2 separate regions of the Rattus norvegicus genome follow, and region 2 is linked to region 1. The links are chromatin contacts, called in public Hi-C maps. All regions are on one chromosome and are shown on one strand. Each heading gives the region's core, a stretch centred on a gene start, on an enhancer-like site or on the middle of the called end of the contact. The rest is flanking DNA. Distances are from core to core; before and after follow the strand shown.

What was found. Hi-C and Micro-C count contacts between places; a contact is called where the count stands out from the background.
Region 2: a contact with region 1 is called in a Hi-C map of Schwann cells, with 3 times the contacts expected there. The contact joins the enhancer-like site here to the promoter of Enox1 in region 1.

Annotation. Positions count from the first base shown.
Region 1 is chr15:58,925,055-58,930,235 of GRCr8, reverse strand. It overlaps Enox1 (ecto-NOX disulfide-thiol exchanger 1), which reads right to left and starts at 2,496. Exons shown (of 19, transcript NM_001399498.1): 1 at 2,263-2,496.
Region 2 is chr15:59,102,477-59,107,576 of GRCr8, reverse strand. The region is part of intron 3 of Enox1 (ecto-NOX disulfide-thiol exchanger 1); the gene reads right to left. Among named protein-coding and RNA genes, the nearest start is that of Trnap-ugg7, 33 kb to the left of the region's middle. Within about 2 kb of position 2,221, at least 14 of the 93 cell types and tissues checked have an H3K27ac peak or open chromatin away from gene starts, as enhancers often do. A contact at or near this core is called in Schwann cells, where this site is marked.

The DNA.
Region 1 (5,181 bases), core at 1,247-3,746:
AGAGCATGAACTAGAGAAATAAAAACACAGTCAGAATCATTTTCTCAGCAACGGCAATGACTTCAGATGTATCAGATGCGTCAAACCCTGTCCCTTGATTGTGAAGCCTTCCAGAGAGCAAGGCTCTTCTTCCTATTTATATAATGGAAAAACTGGGAAGCTTTGTCAGCTTCTTTGAATCATCTCACATATTAAAGGAGCCATTTTACTTAACATGTGCTACCAATGTGTTCAAAGACCATTCAACTAGTGGTACCCTTTACACATAGGAATCTTAAAATTTTTTTCGTCTTAAACATAATTGAATTGCTCTCCCTGGAATAGCCTCGCATGACTCTCATTTGGTTAGGATCTGGGTCCCTGGATAATTACAGCCCTGCCATGTTCCTTTTGCATATTTCACCAGCTTACAGATGAAATGACACACGGTGTACTCACTATAAAACTGTCAACATTACCCTCCATCCCTTGCCGCTTGCTTTGCATTGACAAGGTTACAAAGATGAGAATTACAATATTCTTAAGATGTTCAGACACAACATCAAAACAGCCTGTAGGAATTAGGGCTCGAAAATGCCAGAGGCAATCAGGCTTTGAAATGAAGAGAAATAAAAGTCATTTGTACAGATTTCTGGAATGGCACTGCACAATGTCAGGACAGTCTCTAGATTTTACACAGTGCCCATCCGTCTTGTCTCACCATATTTCAAAAGCACTTTAACTAATGCTTCCCTCTAGAGGGATAAAATTCATTACCATTAGCAAATCTGCATATTACAAGAAAGCAGAATAATCAATATCCATTACGTGCGCGGACATTATTACTATAAGTCTACTATCAAGAGTGCAACGCTAGCAAAACAAAAGCAAAGTGTGTTAATCACGACCTGAGTAGTAGACAAAATTACTACTTTTCCAGAGAGCAGTCTTCCGCAGAATGCAGCTGCCTCCCACTAGAGCTCCCAGGGACTTTTTCACGTCGCAACCTACAAAAGACCCACCACTTCCTTCTTTGGGTTCATAAGCAACCAGCAACCGTCTCTGCCATCAATCCATTTCCTTTCTCCTTTCTCCACCTTCTTCATATCCCTTAATGACTCTTCATTACTTCCCCCAAAGAACCAAACTCAAATCTGCAGCCCAGTTTGTCATGAATCTCTTGTGCATTCGTTTCCGGCATTCTCCTAAAGCTACTTTTAAAAATCGCTACCACTGAACAACATAATCTCAACAAAATTTAAAATATTTTAATGTTATAACAGTGGGAGACTGCAGGAGAGGGAGTAAAGCGAAAGGTGCAGGCTGAAGGAACTACAGTTACATACATGGGGATGCCTATGCCACAGAGCTGGGCTTCCCCACCTGTCGACCCCACTTCCCCCATGTGCTCGCTGCGGGATGACAACCACAACACTCCAGAACCACCCCCTCCAAGGAGGCGGGGTTATATGATCAGCCAATCAGAGCCCGCGATCCCGGGTGTCCAACCTATGGGGTGGCAGTGGCCATGCAGGGGGAGGACATAGGGTGGTCCGGGAGGGGCCGGGTCCGTGGGAGGAGTGCACGTGTCCAGAAAGGCGGGGAACCCGCGGGCGTCCAGCTGCCGAGGCGCCGGTCGGGTGTCCAAGTTCCGCTGCCCAGTGCGGTCTTGGACTGGGCAAGGCAGGCAATGGCCCGCAGAGGAAGACCTGTCCTTGTGTCCAGTTCCAGCAGAGAGGGAAAGACACAAATAACAACAATAGTACCTCGCGCAGATCGGGCAGAGAGGAAAGTTTCTGGCCCGCGCCAGAGTGGAGAACGCCAAGGCGGGGAGATGCTATGCAAGACAGGAGGAGGACAGTGTGGAAAGACGGGAACAACCCGAGGGCTGCGCGGGCAGGGCAGGGTCCCGGGTGCGGTCCCTGGAAGGCGAGAGGCGGGATGCGCTGTCCAAGGTGCAGGGGAGGCGGTTGGTGCGTGGTAGGCGCGGAGCCCGAGCAGACACTGGCCGGCCAGCGATAAAAAGAACGGAGAACATCTGTGTGGGGCGCCGGGCACCCCCGGCTCGTAAAAGTGCGGGAGCCCGGGGAGCGTCGGGGAAGGGCGCAGGGGGCTCCCCCACACCGCCGCCTTCCAGTCTTACCTCCAGCTCCGCTCCCCTCCCCCCTCGCCCACTCCCCTAGGTCCCTTGTTCCCCGGCCGCCTCGGGGGCGGGACCGGGAACCCCTCCTAGGCGGCGAGTCCCTACGCCCCGGGGATGCTGCGGGCCGCGGAGCCGCTTACCTGGGGCCGCGGTGCGGGGATTCGAGGCAAGCGAGCGCCGGGCGCGGCGCGGCTCCTCCTCGCCTCGGCTTCTCCTCTCGATCCCGCTTCTGCCGGACTCTGTCCAGGGCGCAGAGCAGCCAGACCGGGCTAGACTGCAGCCTCCGCTCGCGCCGCCACCGCTGCCGCAGACAGAGGACGCCCCGTGGCGGCTAGAAGCCTGTGTGAGTAGCAGCGCCCGGGAGAGTGGGATCTGCTCAGGGGCGCTGGAGACTCCGCGGCTCGGGGCGCGCGGGCGTGCGCACGCGCGCCTGCGAGTGTGAGTGAGTGTGCGCGCGCGCGCCCAGGGGTGGGGGGAGTCGCGAGGGGCGGGGGAGCGAAGCGGGAGATGCTCGTAGGGACCGAGGCAAAATTCGTCGCCCCCGGAAATCCGTAAAGCCTAGGAAGGATGGGCCGCCTGTCTGGCCTGGAGGAGCTGCGGGCCCCGCAGAGAAACCATAAGAGAAGGCAGCGTGGCGCGCTCGTGCTCAGGATCCCGGCCGGTCTGGGGCCCGCGGAGCGCTCGGCCACTGATGCTACACAAGTAGCGCCCAAGGCAGAGGATCGCGCAATCCCCTCGGGGGAGGAGCTGAGGTGACTCGCTCGTGCCACCGCTGCCAGTTTGGATTTCTAGGCTGGACGTTCTGGGACTGGTCTTGGTACCCCATGGTTACCATGGCGACCTTGAAGGCGCCAGGCTGGCGACCCAGGATGCAGGGAACTATGTACTTGCAGTAGACTCCAGGATACTGAGGTGCACTGCTCAACCTGGCGCTAAGGTTGAACCTGGGCACAGAGGGTGTACCTCAGTGGTGGTTGGGATCAAGTTAGATGAAAATGTTACCTTTTTGTTTTCCTTGGAAGCCACTTTCCCTCAAAGTTAACCACTTTCACATAGAAGTGCTGGCCTTCTCTTCGTTAAGATTCTACCAACTGTCCAGATATACAAGTAATGCAAAGTAAGCTGAGAACACCTTAATCTCCTAGCGCACTAACACCTTAGAAAATATGGTTAAATCCCCACTTACCTGTCCTATTCCTAAAAGGTACATGGAGCTGTTGGTATATTTTTCCATGCTTATCTTAAGTAAGCAGACTTTATTCACCCAAGAATTCTTCCCAAAAGTGCAAGGTCTGTGTTACAGTTGACATGCTCTTCCTGGCAGGAACCCTCATGAGGGGGTTAGGTTTTGCACTTTTTTGCCTGCCCTACAGTACTTGCACGGTGCCACTGTACATTGTGTACTCTCTATAAATGTTGAATGAATGACATTGTTTTCTAGCTTCACATATCCTGAAGGCAGAACCCGTGGATGTTGGAAATGTCATTACCATCCCACTAGGCTTGCTTGATTTAAACTTAGGCCAGTTCCCTGTGTGAACAGCTATTTTCCCCTCTGGCTGCCTGGGCCCCAGTGCAAAGAAAGAAAATAAGAGGATACTGGCCCATTGTGCAAATTTACCAAAAGATTCATGCTAAGAGTACTCAGGAACTTGGTGCTGTGTTCCTGCGGACACCTAACCTCTCAAAAAATGTCCAAGTCACCGAGTCACCGAGTCACAGGTACTTAGCAGTTTGCACACTCTCTTCTGCAGTAAAGGATAGGAAAGGAGATGGTAAGTGATTGTCTGTCTCTAGAAGCTGGTCAGAAGCCAGCTTTTTTCTTGTCAGGAACACCAGGTGCTAAACACTGGCCCGTACATACTTTACAAGGTCACTGGGGATTGCTAATTCTGCTGCTACTGCAGGATCGATTCCTTCAATCAAGTATTTCCAGTCTTCTTAGAAGCAGGAGTCCTCGATTTCACATTCCACACTCAATTTCAATTCCTTTGAACTCAGGCTTTTCCATGAGCTACCACTCTTGCCAGTCATACCACAGCTGTGAACTATATAACTGAAATAAAGTGAAAATTAAAAAGGATTCATCTGGGGGCCTCCAAATCCATTTTTAAAAAGATTTATTTATTTTTAATGTATATGACTACCCTGTAGCTGTCCTAGACACACCAGAGAAGAACATCAGATCTCATTACAAATGGTTGTGAGCCACCATGTGGCTGCTGGGAATTGAACTCGGGACCTGTGGAAGAGCAGTTACTGCTCCTAACCACCAAGCCATCTCTCCAGCCCCACGTTGTTCTGGCTTAGGGGGTCCCTTTCAATGGCTTCACTGCCATTCTGTTTACAGTCTTCATAAGAGACATTCGCTGTGATCTTGGAACTCTCAATGTTTTGTTAAATGGGAAAGTTAGATATTTAAGACATTGCCTTGAAAAGAATTTCTAAAACTTGGGAACGAATATGCAGACTGGACCCCTGACAGCCAAACTAGCCCACGGACGTAAGGCAAAGTCTTCCAAGACAGTTTTCAAGTGTTTACATTGCCTTACCTACCAGAGTGGAAGAATGCTCTCAAAGCGGAGACTTCTTCAAATCTCCTTTCACCACCAAGACAGTGATAGTAGGCAAGAACAGACCACAACAAAGAGACTCATTCCTAAAAAGAAAAAAGAATCCTTAATATAATGGCTCCTCTCATTTTCCTATAATTGTCATAAAACTTTCAAACATTAACCTTAGAAACACAGAGCTCTGATGGAACATCTGAACAGACACCACCTGATTCTCTCTCTCTCTCTCTCTCTCTCTCTCTCTCTCTCTCTCTCTCTCCCCCCATACATATATGAAACCCAAAGGCCCCACCTCCTAAAGACCAGCAGATTGGGGCAAGAAGATGTTCTGTAAATTTCAAAGTCAGCTCCTCCTGCTAGGAGCACAGTGCCCCAAATTCTCTTTAGGGAGAAGTCAGGAACTGAAATACTGCTGTGGTTTTAGTGGCTGTGAGCTTGCATAAGGATAAGGATATAGGCAACTTCCCTTAGAATTAGGTCCCAGAC
Region 2 (5,100 bases), core at 972-3,471, 180 kb before region 1:
AGTAGGGATTTATGAACAGCAAAGTCTAAGAACTCCAAATGCAAACGTTTCTCTATCCTACTGAGATAGGTACAGTTCAATCACAGGGTGCTGAAGGCAGAGATACAGTATGGTGGCTTGAAGGAGAATGGCCCCATAAGCCAGTGGTTTTCAGCCTATAGGTTGTGACCCCTTTGGGAGTCCAACAACCTTTTCACCGGGGTCACCTTAAGACCACTGGAAAATACAGATATTTACATTACGATTCAGAACAGGAGCAAAGTTACAGACATAGCAATGAAAATAATTTTATGGTTGGGGGTCAGCATAACATGAGGAACTGTGTTAAAGGGTCACAGTGTTAGGAAGTGTGAGTACCATAGACTCTCATATGTTTGAATACTTGGTGGAACTGTTTGGGAAGACTCAGGGAACTTGGCCTTGTTAGCGGAGAAGGGTCACTTGAGACAGGCTTTGAGGTTTCAAAAGACTGATTCCATTCTCAGTATGCCTCTTGGCCTCCTACTTGCAGATCTAGACGTAAGCTCTATGCTGTTCCTGCTGCCATACCTTGCTCCACCATCCGGGCCTACAACTCTCTGAAACCGTGAGCCCAATAACACATGTCCCTCTCTAAGTTGCCCTGGTCAAAGTGTTTGTCACTGGAACAGAAAATGAAGACATGGGGCTGGAGAGATGACTCAGTAGTTAAGAGCACTGACTGCTCTTTCAGAGGTCCTGAGTTCAATTCTCAGCAACCATCTGCAATGGGATCCAATGCCTTCTTCTGGTGTGTCTGAAGACAGCTACAGTGTACTCATAAATAAAATAAATAAATCTTAAAAAAAAAAGAAAAGAAAACTAAGACAGTGGCAGGGTGTATGTAACCTCACCCTCTACTCTTAAGACCCAATTTACTTCTGACTCAGTTAGGGTTTTACTACTGAACAGACACCGTGACCAAGGCAACTCTAATAAGGACAACATTTAATTGGGGCTGGCTTATAGGCTCAGAGTTTCAGTAGCATAGCAGCATCCAGGCAGGCATGGTACAGGCAGAGCTGAGAGTTCTACATCTTGTTCTGAAGGCAAAAAGAAGAAGGCTGGCTTTTAGGGAGCTACGATGAGGATCTTAAAGCCCACGCCCACAGTGACACATCAACTCCAACAAGGTCACACCTACTCCAACAAGGGTACATGTCCTAATAGAGCCATTCCCCGGGCCAAGCATATTCAAACCATCACAGCTTGTCACAGACTCTCAGAGACTTCCCACAACTCACAACGATATTGGATTCTCTAGAGTACGGTCTTGTAGAATTCTTTATTTTTATTGGACACATACCATGCTAGAAATTACATTTTCAGTGCCCCACCAACTCCCAAGAACTATATGGAGCAAAGGGGAGAACATGACCACATGTAGCAACTGAAACCACAAAATGGGTGGTTCCAGCTAGTTGCCAACTTGGCAGGATCCAGATTCGCCTCTGGCCACGTCTCTATAGGAATTTCTAGACTAGGTTAATTGAGGTGGGAAACCTCATAAATATAGGCAGTACTAGTCCAGGGTGGGGGTTCCTGGACTGCATAAGCAGTGGGTTGTCAGTCAGCCCTCAGCTCCCCCTCGCTCTTAACTGTAAATGGCTAAAAGCTCTCTTATCATCATCCCTTATCTGGGTACTTTTTCTGAGCTGAGCATTGGTAGTCATTATTCTATGCTTTCTGACTATGGGTAGCATGTGACTTGCTGCCTCAGTTTCTTGGTGATCAAAGTTTCCCAGCATGCCAGATGACACCCTCAAACTGTAGGCCTAAACAAAGCCTTCCTCCAGTCATTTTGATGGGTATCTTCTCACAGCACTGAGAAAGGTAACTAATACATGTGCCTTGTTCAAACTGAAATGTGCTTCGATGCAAAATTCACCAGGAATGTGGCAGAATTAGCCTGCATTGCTCCACTAGGAATGCAGCCTGCTGGTGCTCTGAATAAGCATTGGGACCAAACATCAGCCTTCTGCTCTTCAGTTCCATTGGAAAGTACATTTGGGTTGATTTCAGTTTCTAGTTTGCAGAAACTTTAACAGCATCAGCATTTAATGAATGGGTTTGGCTACTAGAAAATTTAAATATCACGAGCAAAGCACATAATGTTTCTACTATCCAACTCTGAATCAGACTCTACAGTATCCATGACAGCAACGATGCAGCTACACTGTTCACTTCCTGTGCCCTGCCCCCAGCACATGGCCTGGCTTGTGGTCAGTCCAGCCTTGTCTGGATGAGTTAAGCACTTGAAATCCAGACAGCTCTCTCTTTGGAATTTTTAATCCATTTATTTTATTCCAGTAGAAAGTTGTTAAGGACTTATTCTGGCAAGGTATGTTGGAAACCACCAAGGATATAAATGTAACAACTAGTGTTTGCCAGAGACTGGGGAGGGAGGGAACAGGAAACAGCTGCCAAGCAGGGATAGAGTTTCCTTCTGGGATTGTGAGAATATTTGGGAGTAGTGACTGTACAACGCTGTCAAGTACTGAATGTCGCCGAACCACTCACTTTCAGTCGGCCACTTCTGTGTGACACGACTTTTAACCCAATAACAAACAATAATAAAACAAAGAAGGGGATGGCAGGGTCCCTGTCCCAAACCTCAAAGAGCTTAGTACAGAAAGATATGGGTTCATGTATGTCATGACACACAGGGAACCTTGTGTCACACTGGATCTGGGCCAGAGCTGCTCAGGAAGCAGGTGGAGAGCCACGTGGGAAGTAGGCAGGTAACAGAATGAGTGTCCAGAAAATCCTGAAAGGACAAAATGACAGCAAGATGGCTTTGAAGACTTTCGACTGTCTGTCAACAGGTAAGTAGGGTTTGCTTTTGTTTTAACCATGCAACCCTTGCAGGGAATATTCTAGACCCACAGCTCATTTATTTTATCACTAGTTGACTTCATCCTCTGTTAGTTGGTGACTTTCTGCTCCCTGGTCCATACCCTAATAGTTCTTACAAAGCAAAACTGGAATCCTTCAAGTCACCTCCATGGTCACAGAAGCCATGGCACAATGACAGGTTAAATTATGAAGCTAAAGAAATGGGAGGATGGGAAGCAGAGAATTAATGAATTCTACAGGCAATACAATAATCAGACATGTGTGGTGTGTCGTTACAGAGAGAAACAGAGAAAGAACTAATACATAAGATAGCCATTTGAAACCATTAGGTTTCTAATGTAAGAAAGATACGGAGGTAAAAACTCAATTTTGGATGAGCAAGAGGTTGACGGGGGTGGCCCATCAAGTTGAAGATATGTTGGCCTCATTTAAGACCTGAAAATCTCAACAAAATTTATCTCAATCAAGAGATGGTTCCAACATAACACAAATCCAATAAAATAAGGCAAGAGAGGAAAGACGTTCGTGCTGCCTGACAACACTGTGTCGGGATTGATCTTAGCCTTGCACGTGATACATGTTACACACTCTGTCACTGAGCAGCTCTGGCACCAGCCACCCAATTCTTCACGATAATGGATGGAATACTAAATAGTGGCCACAGTGATCACCTCTTCAGAAAGGCGTCCTGTTGAAAGGACCACCCAAAGGGCACAATCCAGTCAACTTGCCTTTCTACTTTCTGGTCACTACCCACCTATGCCTTCTCCCTTATCTGGGTACTTTTTCTGGTTACCTCTCTCTCTGCAGGAGGACATCTGGCATGTTCTGGCCTCAGCTTTATGTTCAATAGCTATGTGTGCCGTGCCTTAGTAGGCACCTTCCATAAGTTAATGATGCAGGAGAGATTCAGGTACCTAATCTGGCGTCATTTTTACTCTCATTTCCTCCTCCTCTTTATATTGGTTCCAAAAGTTAAGTTAGCACACCAGGCCAGAGGCAATAGGAAATAGGAATTCTAGTTTCATTGTTTTATTTCTAGTCTGGTTCAGGTTATAGACAAGGAGTGGTGGCTTAGGAGAACTTAAGAATTTCTATCTGCAAGAGAAACAACTGGCTCTGAGAATAAGTTATCTGCACGCAGAGATGCTCAATGCAGACAATTCCATATTTCCAGGAGACATTGCAAAGAAGATTCATGCATCAGAAAGCCACTTTGTTTTCTGACCTTTAATATCCCCCTTCCAACTCTTCCAGCCTTAAACTCCAATGACCGTGATAATACAGTACCCTGAGGCCAGAAAACACACACCAACATCATCTGATGTAAACCAAGAGGCTTTTAGCCTCCAGTACCTGGCTGATGCATGCGGACTGCTTTCACAACAGGGCCAACGTCTTTCTGCTGGCCTTCACCACAGGGACCTATGCTTCTGTCTCCCAAAGAGAACAGAAGAAATCAACGGTGGATGGAAATGGGAACTAGACAGCCACTGTATTATTACACTGAGCTCCACAGAGACAGTAATGGGACCAGTAAGAGCTAGACAGGCACTGGACTTCTCTGTGCCTCGCAGAGGAAAACCAACTGAACACAGTCAAGGGGGCCCAGATCCCAAGAAGCTGAGAGGCAACGACATCATCATGGGAGTTATTTGTGCAAACATGCCAGGAGGAGCACGAGAAACACCCAGGAAGTGCTCAGAGAGGTGCATGACCTGTCTGCAGAAGAAAGGTGGAAATTTGAAGACATGGAAAAGGCTGACAAGGCTCAGTGTGACAAAGAAATAAGAACCTATGTCTCCCAAAGGGGAGACCAAAAGGGAAGCACAAGGACCCCAAAGCACACAAAGGCCTCCTTCAGCCTTCTTCCTGTTCTGTTCTGAGTCCCACCCCCAGATCAAAAGAGAACATCCTTGCTTATCCATTAGTGATGTTAGAAAGACATTGGGAGAGATGTGGGGCAGCCCCTCTGCGAGGACAAGCAGCCGCATGAGGAGGCTCCTGAGCTTAAAGAAAGAGGAAAGGGTATTGAGGCCTAGAGAACCAGAGGGAAACACGATGGAGGAGGAAAGCAGGTGGTCAGGACTGGAAGAGCATGAAAACCAAACAAGCGAGGAGGATGAAGCAGGTGGTGAGTAAGGTGGTTCTAGTGCAGGTTTCCTCTTGCCAATAAAGCATTTCAGTCCCCTGTATGCAATTCACTCCTTTATCCCTTTACAGAAA